2 separate regions of the Ovis aries genome follow, and region 2 is linked to region 1. Evidence: chromatin contacts called from public Hi-C data. All regions are on one chromosome and are shown on one strand. Each heading gives the region's core, a stretch centred on a gene start, on an enhancer-like site or on the middle of the called end of the contact. The rest is flanking DNA. Distances are from core to core; before and after follow the strand shown.

Region 1 (6,430 bases), core at 2,807-5,306:
AATGAAGATTAAAGAAGGCAACATAAAAAATGAAGAAAAAAAAAGGATTGGTAACACTGATGGTAGCAGACATGTCAAGAATTGTATGTATTTTGGGAGAAAGAAAGTATAAGAGACATATATTGGATTTATGAGCAGGATGGACTTTTGGAGACACACAGAAAATTTTGCCTAATCTACAGATGAGGAAACTGAAAGTCAGCTAACCTTCAAGTGTCCTGAGTACAGGTGAACTCAAAAACATGGTCTCCTGACTTCAGTCTACCATGAGCAACCCGAAGTCCAGCTGTAAGAAAGCTGTCCAGTCACTAGTCTAGAGGAGACCCTGCGGTCCTATAGAACTCACAGCTCCACCTGGGCTCACCCTACCCTGTCTGGTCTAAGCTTAGAGAGGAAACCCACCACCCCCAATGCCAGCTGTCTTGCTGAGACATTGCACGTGCATAGACACTCACATAAGCACACACATGCACGCACGCACACACACATACAAAACACTAAACCACCCTTGCGGATTCTATGGGGACAGCCTGACATAACCAAACGAGCATGTTCCTAGCCACCCTGCAGCTGTCGCATGTGACACGCTCCTGGTCGTTCACACAGATACTATCTCTATGGGCTAAGGGGCCATGTCTAACACACGCATACTGTGTACAAGGGCTTTTATGTCCTTTTCCAGTTAATTGACACAGTGTGTGATTTGCCCCCGACACTCAGCCTAAGTACAGAATAGTATAATCACTATAGATGATCCTGCAGTGACGTGACCCTCTTCTCCCAACCACATGTTAAATAATATACTTGCTCACCGTAAACACTTTCTGAAACTTGGCTCCTACCTGCCTAAGGAGACCCTGTGATTAAATCTGTAGTCTCACCTCCCTGACATGTGTATTGTCCCGGTCCTATACCCATACACAGGATTCCCTGGTGGCTCCGGGGTAAAGAATCTGCCTGCCAATGCAGGAGATGTGGGTTCGATCCCTGGGTAGGGAAGATTGCCTGGACAAGCCATTCCAGTATTCTTGCCTGGGAAATCCCATGGAGAGAGGAGCCTGGTGAGCTACAGTCCATGGTACTGCAAAAGAGTCTTCGAGACTAAACAACAGGCCCAAACACTGGCATGTCCTCAAACAAGCAGCCTCTAAATACATAAGTGTATTTCTGCTACATTCAGGTTGTTATCTACAGACAGTAAGTGCTGCATGGACATCTTCCGTTCCACCCTAGTCACATAGTGCATGTCTGTCTCCCACTGACACTATTCTTAACACCATCTTTACCCCTTTGGCATTACTGGTGGTCACCGGCTCAGCCCTCATATGCCTATTCTTCGTCCTGTGCTATAATCCTATGGGAATCAGGAATTACAAACCAGGAATGTGACAGAGCTGAAGATCTGTAAAACGCGGTTTTACTCACATAAAGGCATCAGAGATTTTTTTGCACTTCCCATTATCTTAGCGCCACCGCCTCATCGCTTTCTGCACGGGGGGTGAATGATCATTTTTATCCGAGTACAGGCAAAGACAGAGCACAGCATGGGTGACCTGGTCTTCCTCCAGGCCAGGGTCATCTTTGCATCTGCTGCCCCTGTTCACATGCGACTTCTTTCAGGACAAAACTCCAAGTCACTCCAATGACAGTGTGTGACAGAACTCAACCCCCCCCCCCCCCCCCCACCATAAAGCCTCCAATACCTTAGCTCTGGCCTATTTCAACTCACCAGATGTGAATTTGTATTTCAAAGATACCCCTCCTCCTCACCTGGACCCCTCATCACACTACTGCTTCTTCAGTCCAATGCCAAGTGCCAAGTATACTTCTGAAGTGGATTTTGCAGCAGTGTTAGTTTCAAATATCCTGACTTACACCACAAATCACTGAAGTACTCTTGCGATTACAATACTTCTGCATATACACTGTGTCATCTATATTCTATTTTAGGAAAATACCCACCAAATCAAAAGACACATTCTCATTTTGCTTTCAAATCAAAAGACACATTCTCATTTTGCTTTCAAAAATAAGACCCATAGATGGATGCCTTTATTCATTGTTTGACATTACTGCCCTCGATGCTACATCAAAATAAGAGTAGCTTTCTGGACCACTAACTGCTAAGATCTGTGTTCTACATATTTGAGGAAAGCCCCACCATCCAAGTGAAAGCTGTAATAAACACCTCTATCTATTCCCTAATGTCTGAAAACACCACATCATTCAGTGCTTTGTAGCCCCAATGGGCTTACACAGACCATCATTAGTGGCAATGCTAACACAGAGCCCACAAACCCACCGGTGGCCCTGGTGCCATCCACACAGAAGTGTGAGTGACCTGTTTGTGTCCTTAACCTAGACCCTGACGGTCACCTTGTTGACACTGTACGTGACCAGCTCCAGTTCACTCCACAGACATAGTGAGTGACTCAGCCCTGTCTGCACCAGATGCTGTAAATCATCTGCTTGGGTCTACACCACTTGAGTAACCCCGATCCCGTCCTTGTCCACACCACAGTGTGACTGACCGCTCCAGACACCACGAATGACATATTCCTTGTCTATCCCACAAACACTGTGCTTATGAGGCCACAGACAACCCCAGACAGACCACACTGTGGACAGCCATACACTCCAAGAACCCCGAAATGATAAAGACTCTTGACTAAGAACCACTGTATCCTTCTGATAAGAGATTCCTCCTCCCACCTCCTGCCTTCTCTTTCTGCCCCACCAGGACAGTGACCTACATTCCTCCTGTGGGACATCTCATTTGATTGACGCCCCACATCCCTTCCCCTCCCCAGCTCCCCAAGAAACCCCCACCATGGACATGGTTCCAATTTCAGGCCCACAGACTGGCGAATAGATGATCCCCATTTTGCCAGGGCCAGAGGTGGGTGGGGGTGGGCGCCTAGGGAGCTAAACCAGGAAGTCTGAACAAGAGGCCACATCGGGAGCTCTTTAGTCAGGGGCTGGGAATTCTGGAGTCGACAAAGGATGCAAGATCCTGGACAGCAGTAGGGGAACAGAAGGGGACAAAAGATAGAAAAGTCACGCTCCCTCCCTTGTCTGTCGGACACACCCTTCCCCTCAATCTGACAAGAGTCCTGGCCAGAGTTCACGTCTAGGCAGACAGGAGGGCAAATCTGGCTTGGGAACCCCAGATTCAGGAAGGCGAGCAGGGGCTTAGATCTGAGATTTGCGGAACGGCGCTGGGGGGGATGCTCCGAATCGGGGCTCAGAAGGGTGTTCTAACACCCCCGCCCCCAGCCCAGCTCTGCACAGCTCCCTTCCTACCTCGCCGGGTTCTGAAGGCAATGCTGGGATCCGCAAGAAGCCTTGGGAGCCCTCCCCGGGTGTGGGGAAACGGGAGGGGGGCAGGGCGCGAGCCCTTGTTTACAGGTTGAGGCACCTCCTCGGCTCCCAGCGAATAGCTTAGACACACACACAGTAGGCGAGTCCACAGGCAGATAAGCGAAGGAAGGCCCGGCCCGAGTAGGAAAAAGCAGACAGCAAAACACCTCCAGGGAGGGCGTCCGTCCACAAAGGGAATCTCGGCTACACCTCATTACAGGAGCGGGCTTTCCCCAGGGCCTGGACTTGGAAGAAAGAGCCCTGATCACCGGCCCGCGGAACATCTTAAGGGCAGGGTGCCCATTTCCGAGGCGGGGACCAGGCCGGAAGCAAAGTTTTCCAGGCAGGAGCCCTTCCTCCCGCGTCTCTCCCCTCTCCCAGACCAGGTGCTCGGGCCCCGCACCCCACCTCCGCCCACCTGCCCGGCGCGCTCCCCCCCACTTTCTGGAGCCCGCGCCCCGGAGCCCGCGGGGGCTGCTCCCAAGGTGAAGGCCTCGATTCCCGGGCTTCCCGCCCCCTCGCTTCCCCTCCGCCCGGGCGCCACAGCCGCCCGCCCGGAGCCGGGCACCGGGCACCCACCTGGGTCGGTGTCACATGCTGTCCGGGCGCCCCCCCCGCGTCCCCTCGGGTCCCCCGCCGGCCGGCCGTCCCCAGCGCAGGCCCCGGCCGCCCCGCCCGGCCGGGAGGGAGGGATCTGGTTCTCCTCGGAAGTTTCAGGTGAGGAAACCAGGGACACACCTTCCTGGGGGAGGGCCGGGGCCGGTCCGCGCCGCGGCCTCATTGGTGTGAAGGCAGCGCCCGCGTCAGAGCTGGGAAGTGCCGGCCCGGCCGGGACGGGAGCCCGGGGCCGGGCGGGAGCCCTGGGCCCGCGGGCCGGCCCGAGGGCGTGGGAGCGGAGAGCGGACCGCGGGGCCTCCCCTGGGTCGGCTAGGTCTCTCAGATCTGCCTGGTGTTTCTTCTCCCGGGTGTTTCTCCAGGTCTTTACCTGAGCTGGCCCCTGACCAGTCCTCCGTCCCCCACCCCTGCTTCGGTGTTCTTCTGAAGCTCACCTCTTGGCCAGTCTGTCTCTTGAGTTTTCTGTGTTCGTCTGTATTTGAGTCTTTATCATGAGGCCTCAGTGTTAATTTCTCTTCCTTGATGGCTACCAGCCTCTTCCTACATGAGGAAGGGTGTATCCGGCTCCTTTTTCACTTTTCTGCCTGCACTCCTGCCCCCTACCCCTCAATCCCCCAGACCCCCATCTTTCCCTTTCCTGCTGGCTTTTGACTCTCTAGGAGGCCATCTCTCTCAGTGCCAGGCCTCTCCAAAATAGCTTGTCCATGTCTTTCCTCTTTGTATGACCTGAGTTCACATCTCCCAGGACGTGGGTTCCTTCTGGCTTCTTCCCAGGACAAGTATGTGTGTTGGTATGTAAGTATCTAAGCCTACATCTCAGGCCTGTGCGTTTTCTCCTGCCTATATATTTCTCCTCTGATGTTTTCAGGGACACTTTGTGTTTTCCTGGTCTCTGAGACCAAGGTTGAGTGGGTCTATCTTTATGCCGCTTCACAGACTTCAGGGAGGGCTTCCTTGGTAGCTAGCTCAGCTGGTCTGTCTAAAATGAGGGAGACCTGGGTTCAGTCCTTGGGTTGGGAAGATCCCCTGGAGAAGGGAACTGCTACCCACTCCAGTATTCTGGCCTGGAGAACTCCATGGACTCTGTTAGTTCATGGGGTTGCAAAGAATCGGACTCAGCTGAGCAACTTTCACTTTCATAGACTTCAGGGAACCAACCCATAACATTCTATGGTGTAGTCCCCTACGCACATAGGGCAAGAATCCCACATGTAGGGGACAGAGATTTTTGGTATGTTCATTTCAATTAGATCAGCCCCTAACCTCACTCCTTACTCCAGGGGTTTCCATGATGAAATAAGTCAAGTGTGTTCAGATGCTTCAGTCATGTCTGGCTCTGAGTGACCCCTGGACTGTAGCCCGCCAGGCCCCTCTGTCCATGGGATTCTCCAGGCAAGAACACTGGAGTGGGTTGCCATGCCCTCCTCCAGGGGGTCTTCCTGACCCAGGAACTGAACCTGCATCTCCCACGGCTCCTGCATTGGCAGGTGGATTCTTTACCACTAGCATCACTTGAGAAGGTAAGTAGAATCTTTATGGGCTTTCTGACTGTTTTGTTCTTAGGACTGCCATGCTCTATAAGCCCAACAGCTAGTTGGTTAGACCATTTCCAGGTTACTGTGCCCATTGGCTACTGCACTGATCCCAGCTGACCAGGCCTACCAGCATTGGAACAGGCTTTAGGACAGAATGCCACTTGGTCTTTTCTCCAATAGGGTCCTGATACATCTCTATATTTAAAGAGTGTGCTACTTTGGCTGTATTACTCTGAGGAGTTAAGCCCTAAGTAGTCCAGAAGCCTTTAACCTATTCCGAGCTGCTGTGTAAGGTGTGGGTGGACATGGGGAAAACCAGGAGACTCAGAGTTAAGGTGTGTAAGCACAGGCTTCTCACTTGCCATATGCTCAGCAAGAGAAGAAGATTGAGGAGTGCAGTTAGTCAAAAAGTTTAAGCTAGAGCTGTCTAGTTCTCAACTGGGAGAGAAAATTCAGTCCAGAGTGTGAGATAGCCCTTGATTTCTAATGGCTGAGCCAAGCCAGTTGGATCCTGGGCAGAAGTGACTGATCTCTGCTATTTCGTCCTATCTCCTGGGGGTGGGTAGTGTGGTCAGAGGTGCTGGGACTGCCTTCATCTTCTTCTTTTTTAATCTTTTGGCTGCGCCATGCAGCATATGGGATGTAGGATCTTATTTCCCCAACCAGAGATCAAACTCACGCTCCCTGCCTTGGAAGCACAGAGTCTTATCCTTGGACCATCATGGAAGTTCCTGGCGCTGCCTTCTAAACCAGCCTGATTATTCTTCCTGCTCCACTCTGACTTCCCTTGGTTCTCCTTCTAGCCCTTCATCTTCTCTGAGTGTCAAGTCTCAGAGACTTGACCTTCTCTTAATCTGCCAGCTTTGACCTATCGGCGGCATTTTTTTTTCTTTTCTCTTAAGTCACTACCCTTGAGTCAG
Region 2 (5,880 bases), core at 2,361-4,860, 33 kb before region 1:
AATCAGAGGGGTAAAGAGGATACAGTCAAACCTGAAATTGCTATAAGGTACTCTTCCACAGAGATTGACGGTGAAAAGACTGGGAGTAGATAGATCAGTGGGGACATGATGCTAGTGCCCAGGAATGAGGTATTGAGATTAAAACAGTGGTTTGTCAACAAAGGTCCATCTAGTCAAGGCTATGCTTTTTCCAGTGGTCATGTATGGATGTGAGAGTTGGACTATAAAGAAAGTTAAGCACTGAAGAATTGATGCTTTTGAATTGTGATGTTGGAGAAGACTCTTGAGAGTCCCTTGGACTGCAAGGAGATCCAACCAATCCATCCTAAAGGAGATCAGTCCTGGGTGTTCATTGGAAGGAGTGATGTTGAAGCTAAAATTCCAATACTTTGGCCACCTGATGTGAAGAGCTGATTCATTTGAAAAGACCCTGATGTTGGGAAAGATTGAGGGCAGGAGGAGAAGGGGACAACAGAAGATGAGATGGTTAGATGGCATCACCAAGTCAACAGACATGAGTTTGGGTAAACTCTGGGAGTTGGTGATGGACAGGGAGACCTGGTGTGCTTTGGTTCATGGGGTCGCAAAGAGTCAGACACAACTGAGGGACTGAACAGAACTGAACTGAGGAGAACAAGGGGGCTTCCCTGGTGGCTCAGATGGTAAAGAATCTGGGTTGGGAAGATCCCCTGGAGGAAAGCATGGCAACCCACTTCAGTATGCTTGCCTGGAGAATCCCCACAGACAGAGGAACCTGGCAGGCTACAGTCCATGGGGTTGCAAAGAGTTGGACATGACTGAGCGACTAAGCCCAGCACAGCATAGAACAAGGGGGCTTTCCTGGTGGCTTAGTGGTAAAGAACCTGCTTGCAATGCAGGAACTTCAGAAGACATAGGTTTGATGCCTGGGTTGGGAAGATCCCCTGGAGGAGGGCATGGCAACCGACTGCTGTATTCTTGCCTGGAGAATCCCATGGACAGAGGAGCCTTGGTGGGCTACAGCCCATGGGATTGCAAAGAGTTGGACATGACTGAATGACAGAAAAACAGTAACAAGGAGAACAAGAGGGAAGCAATCAGTGAGAGAGATGCTGGGAAGAAATCAACAGATCTTGACTGGGTAGCGGGGAGAGATGGTCACGCTGACCTCAGGTTATGGTGACCAGGCATCTAAGGGGAGAATGATTCATAAAATATGGAACTCCAGAGGAGCCGGCTGCTGCCTCAGCCTTAGAGCTTCTGTGTCTCTGCGTGTCACTCTCCCATTTGGTTTCTCAGCCTCATTGCTCTAGTCAAGTTGCCTCAAGGACATCCCTTCCTGCACAGTGTATTGTCTGAGAATGGAATTTCCGCCCACAGACATTCCACCCATCCTTCCTGGGTGGAGACTTTCGCCCTGCTGTTGCTTACATCATCCTTTCCATCCAGTTCTGCCCAGTGTGTACTTCCCACTTGACACCCTTGTCCCAATCGTGTACCTAGAACTGCCAAGAGTGCAGTCGGTTATTCAGAAGTCCCCTCCGAGCCACCATCGACAGCCAGCGCTGAATCTTCCCAAGCGCTCCAGTTCACCCACTTCGTTATTTTGCATTCTTGTCCATTATTCATTTTGGTTTGACTTTTTATTTCCTGTGGTGCTCAAGCTCAATCACTCAGTCGTGTCCGACTCTGTGACCCCATGGAGTGTAGCTTGCCAGGCTCCTCCATCCATGGGCTTCTCCAGGCAAGGATACTGGAGTAGGTTGCCATTCCCTTCTCCAAGGGATCTTTCCCACCCAGGGATAGAACTCGCATCTCCGGCGCCTCCTGCACTGGCAGGTAGGTTCTTTACCACTAAGCCTCCAGGGAAGCCCTGTTATTTCCTATAACTCTTCATTATTTGAATCAGTGAAATCAGGTCCATTTTCATACCCAGGGAAATAAAATGTGTCCCTAGAACTTATTTAAAGGACTATTGTCAAATGTTTGGGGAAAAAAAAATTACCCATTCATTTTCTTGGATTTTCAACTGGAAAACTCCTCCTTCATCTTTTTTTCCCCTTTAATTTGCTAATGCCAGTACCACTGATTTCACAAAAGAAGTCCAGTGTTTCTGCACACATTCCATCTTCCATCAAGGATCCTCCTGTCCTTTCCTCCCCTAAAGCCGAGGACACACACATACACACATACACACACCACACTCAGGAAACTCTCCCGTTCACACACACACCGCGCTCGGGAAACTCTCTAGCTCACACACACTGTGCTCGGGAAACCTTCCAGTTCACATACACACAGCTCTCAGGAAACTCTCCAGTTCTTAAGGCCCTGCTGTGCAAGGATGATGAATGCCTGCAAAAGCCACACCTTATCTTTCTTTCCAGTCTGTTGCCTGGCCAAGCTTAGTCCAATCACTAAAACCTGTTTATTAACCATTCCACAAGTCTGACCGCCAGCTCGTCTCACTTCTCAAAACTTATCTGCCTCTCCATATTCTGTTTACGCAGCCTTTGCATTTTAGAGCAAGTCACTGTCAACCTTTTGTGAGCCACACAAATGGCGCATGCTGCAGATCATGTGCTAAAATCCTAGAGGTAAACAGCAGGCTGTTTGGATTTGCAGTTTACAACTCTCTGGCTGTGTGGTATTAAGCCAGTTGTCCCCCTTCCGCAAGCTACTGTGTGACCAGGAAGGGGATAGACACAAAGAACTTCGGGGTCCTTTCCACTCCAACAGCGGGTGGTTTTCTCATCCCCAATGGTGGATCTCAGAAAGAAAACACTCTATAACTGGCTGGATGCGTCCCATCCATGGGGCCCTCTTTCCTCCCAGCATTTTCCTTTTCTTCCCAAGGCTGCCTCCGTGATGGCTGGAATCTCTTGCCAGACTTGTGGACTCTTACAGACTCTACCAGGGTCTTCCCTGGTCTGTGGCCCTCAGCCACTTTGCCCAGCAGTCTGAACTCTCTCCCTGGCCTTTTGGGGCCCTGAGGCCCATGAGCAGATGCAGAACCTCCATGTCATTCAGTGCAAACTAATGCGGCTCCTGCTTTCCTTTGGGCTTTCCATCGGCATTGTTCAGAGGTAATTGCTCAGGTAAACCGCCAGGAAAATATCTATCTGCCCATTGGTGCTTCTGGAGAGCTCTGTGGGCCAGACTCAGGCCCCTCCCTGTAGCAGGCTCTGCCCTCAGGGCGGTGACTCATTCACCAAGCAGCTGGGATCAGTAGTCACTCCCTCCTAGCTCCCTTACCAGCTTGGAAAAAAGTTTACGGCTCACATCAACCCAACCCCTTTCCTTCCCCAGTTGCTGGTGCCCAGCCTTCCCGGAAAGAAGAGACAAGACACCCTCTTTCACTTACCGACACTCCCCGAGGGGTCTTCCTTCGGCCCTCGCCTCCCTCTGGGGATGTTTCCCTGGAAATTCTGCAAGTGAAGGGATGCTGTGCTTTACCCTCTTCCCAGGAAGAGGCTGGAGTAACTTCCACTCTGTAATTGGCATTGGAAACGGGTGGGTTGGAAGAAATGGGTCGAAAGCCATTAGGGATAGAGAATGTTTTCAGTCTACCTGAAACATGACTAAGTCTGGCGTCTGTCTCCCTTTAGTTCATTTGCCTGTAACCTTTGGCCCCTTGGCACACCTGATTTCAGGAGATTACATTAAACAGCAGGCTTTGAGCCGCACAGCTCCTGAGTCATATTTATAGCAGATGCGGCTCTAAGGTAACTGAGCTGTGTGAGTGATAGGGTCAAGTCACCACCGGCAGAAGGATATTTACCTAGAGGTGTGGACAACCAAGTGCAAGCACGCCCAGGCCTCAGTGATGTGTCTCCGGGTGGGTGGGTGAGGTTCGGTTTTGTCTATAAACAGCTGCTGCACCAAAATGCTGCATTTCTAATCTGACTTCATGAACCAGAAGAAGTTATGATAAAGAGAGCATCACTAAATAGAGACAATTATGGGTAGATTGACATGGGGTCCAAGAGGAAACTGGGTTTATTGCAGGGGGATAAATATGTGTGTGAAAGAAGGAGAGCCAGGGAATGTCATTTCTTTACATTTTCAAAGACTTTTAAACAACTTCTATCCCAAAGACTAATAACAAAACAGGGACATCCCTGGAGGTCCAGACGTGAAGATTTTGCCTTCCACTGAAGGAGGTACGGGTTCAGTTCCTGGTTGGGGAGCTAAGATGCCATGTGCTTCATGCCCAAAACACCAAAACATAAAACAGAAGCGATATTGTGGCAAATTCAATAAAAGACTTTAAAAAATGGGCCACATAAAAAAAAAAAAATCTTAAAAAAAAAAAAACATCAGTCATCCTAGGACCAAAATCCATTTTACTTTGTGTTGTGGAGATAGAAGTTGTTTAAGAGAAGATGAAATCAGGGGAAATAAACACATCTCCAACTGTGAGCCTTCCAGATACTGACATGTAAGCTGATCTTATTAAAGTCATTGTAAATGACCGTGATAGCCTAAGTGCTGAACTCTTAGAATCATAACATCACAGTTAACTCTAAATGAAAAGCTGATGGCGAAAATAACCTTTACAAAACAGCTTTCTAAGTCGTGTGAGTGGATAAAATTGACAGACAAAATTTAATGGGATCAAGAGCCCAAAGGAAGTGACTCAGCGTATATCTATAGGATTTTAAGCTCCAAGCTTGTTACAATTCAGCAAAGGAGCAATAAATAGGACTCCTAAAGACACTGTCCTCAAAAAAATGCCAACAAAATACCATCTATCATCGTATGCGGCTCAAATACAGTCTGTCCAGGAAGTGCTGGTTAAGAGCTGTCTTCATGATTTCTCATAAGGAATTGCTATGTTTCTAATGCACTGATGCCAATGAGGAGTAACGAAGAAATTGAGTTAAATCCTGAAAATCTGAAGAGGGAAGGGACAGTGACAAGAACTGTGCCCCATTGTTTGAAACCCAAAGTATAAAAATTTAGTAACTCAATTCAGAAAACATTATTCATACCTAAGCCCTTTTGTTGTTGTCGCTTGATTTTTGTTTTTAAAACGAAGGATCTAAAGACAAGTTGACGTCAAGTATCTCTTAATTTCCCAGATTAGGTGAGAATAACCTGATTAAACAAATATCTATTAAATACCTCAAGACAAGTTCAGCTCTAATAGAAGTCAGTTTAAAGGTGCTTAGAAAACCTTAGCAACTTCAAGCAAAGAAGCAGTCATTTAACTAAAAACATTTTTTTTTAACATATATATCATTCAGAAGTTGATATTTTATCTCCCTGGGAGAGTAAGGGAGCATTTGCCTAGAAAATATAAGGTTGGATATGGCTCTCTTTGAGTCATAAGGCCAGTGTTCAATTATTGGTGTGAGCAAAGATCTGGATGAAAATTACTGTTATTAATATTAAGAAGAATCAGTTGTTAGTTTACATATAATATATACATTTAACATATATTAATACTTAAAAGCTAACTTTATGAAAAGATGTAAAATCTTAATTGAACTTCTCTAAAGTCATGTCTCGGAGAAGACAATGGCACCCCACTCCAGTACTCTTGCCTGGAAAATCCCATGGACGGAGGAGCCTAGAAGGCTGCAGTCCGTGGGGTTGCTAAGAGTCAGACATGACTGAGCGTCTTCACTTTCACTTTTCACTTTCCTGCATTGGAGAAGGAAATGGCAACCCACTCCACTGTTCTTGCCTGGAGAATCCCAGGGACGGGGGAGCCTGGTGGGCTGCCATCTATGGGGTCGCACAGAGTCGGACACGACTGAAGTGACTTAGCAGCAGCAGCAGCAGCAGCAGCAGCAAAGTCATGTCTATTTTAGCACTGTCAGACTGTTTAGGATAAATTAGTATTATTCTGAACTTAATTAACTTAATAGTGATAACTTTTCTAAAGATTAAGTA

The links. Hi-C and Micro-C count contacts between places; a contact is called where the count stands out from the background.
Region 2: a contact with region 1 is called in a Hi-C map of tail adipose tissue, with 5 times the contacts expected there. The contact joins the enhancer-like site here to the promoter of ARHGEF5 in region 1. A contact is called at or near these places in 5 of 16 Hi-C or Micro-C datasets (liver, omental adipose tissue, skin fibroblasts and 1 more).

What each region holds. Positions count from the first base shown.
Region 1 is chr4:108,773,662-108,780,091 of ARS-UI_Ramb_v3.0, reverse strand. ARHGEF5 (Rho guanine nucleotide exchange factor 5) reads right to left here and starts at 4,056. Exons shown (of 16, transcript XM_042248968.1): 1 at 3,940-4,056. It overlaps LOC132659777 (a long non-coding RNA gene), which reads left to right and starts at 4,166. Exons shown (of 2, transcript XR_009600575.1): 1 at 4,166-5,495.
Region 2 is chr4:108,807,016-108,812,895 of ARS-UI_Ramb_v3.0, reverse strand. No RefSeq gene overlaps it. Among named protein-coding and RNA genes, the nearest start is that of NOBOX, 20 kb to the left of the region's middle. Within about 2 kb of position 3,610, at least 23 of the 54 cell types and tissues checked have an H3K27ac peak or open chromatin away from gene starts, as enhancers often do. A contact at or near this core is called in liver, where this site is marked.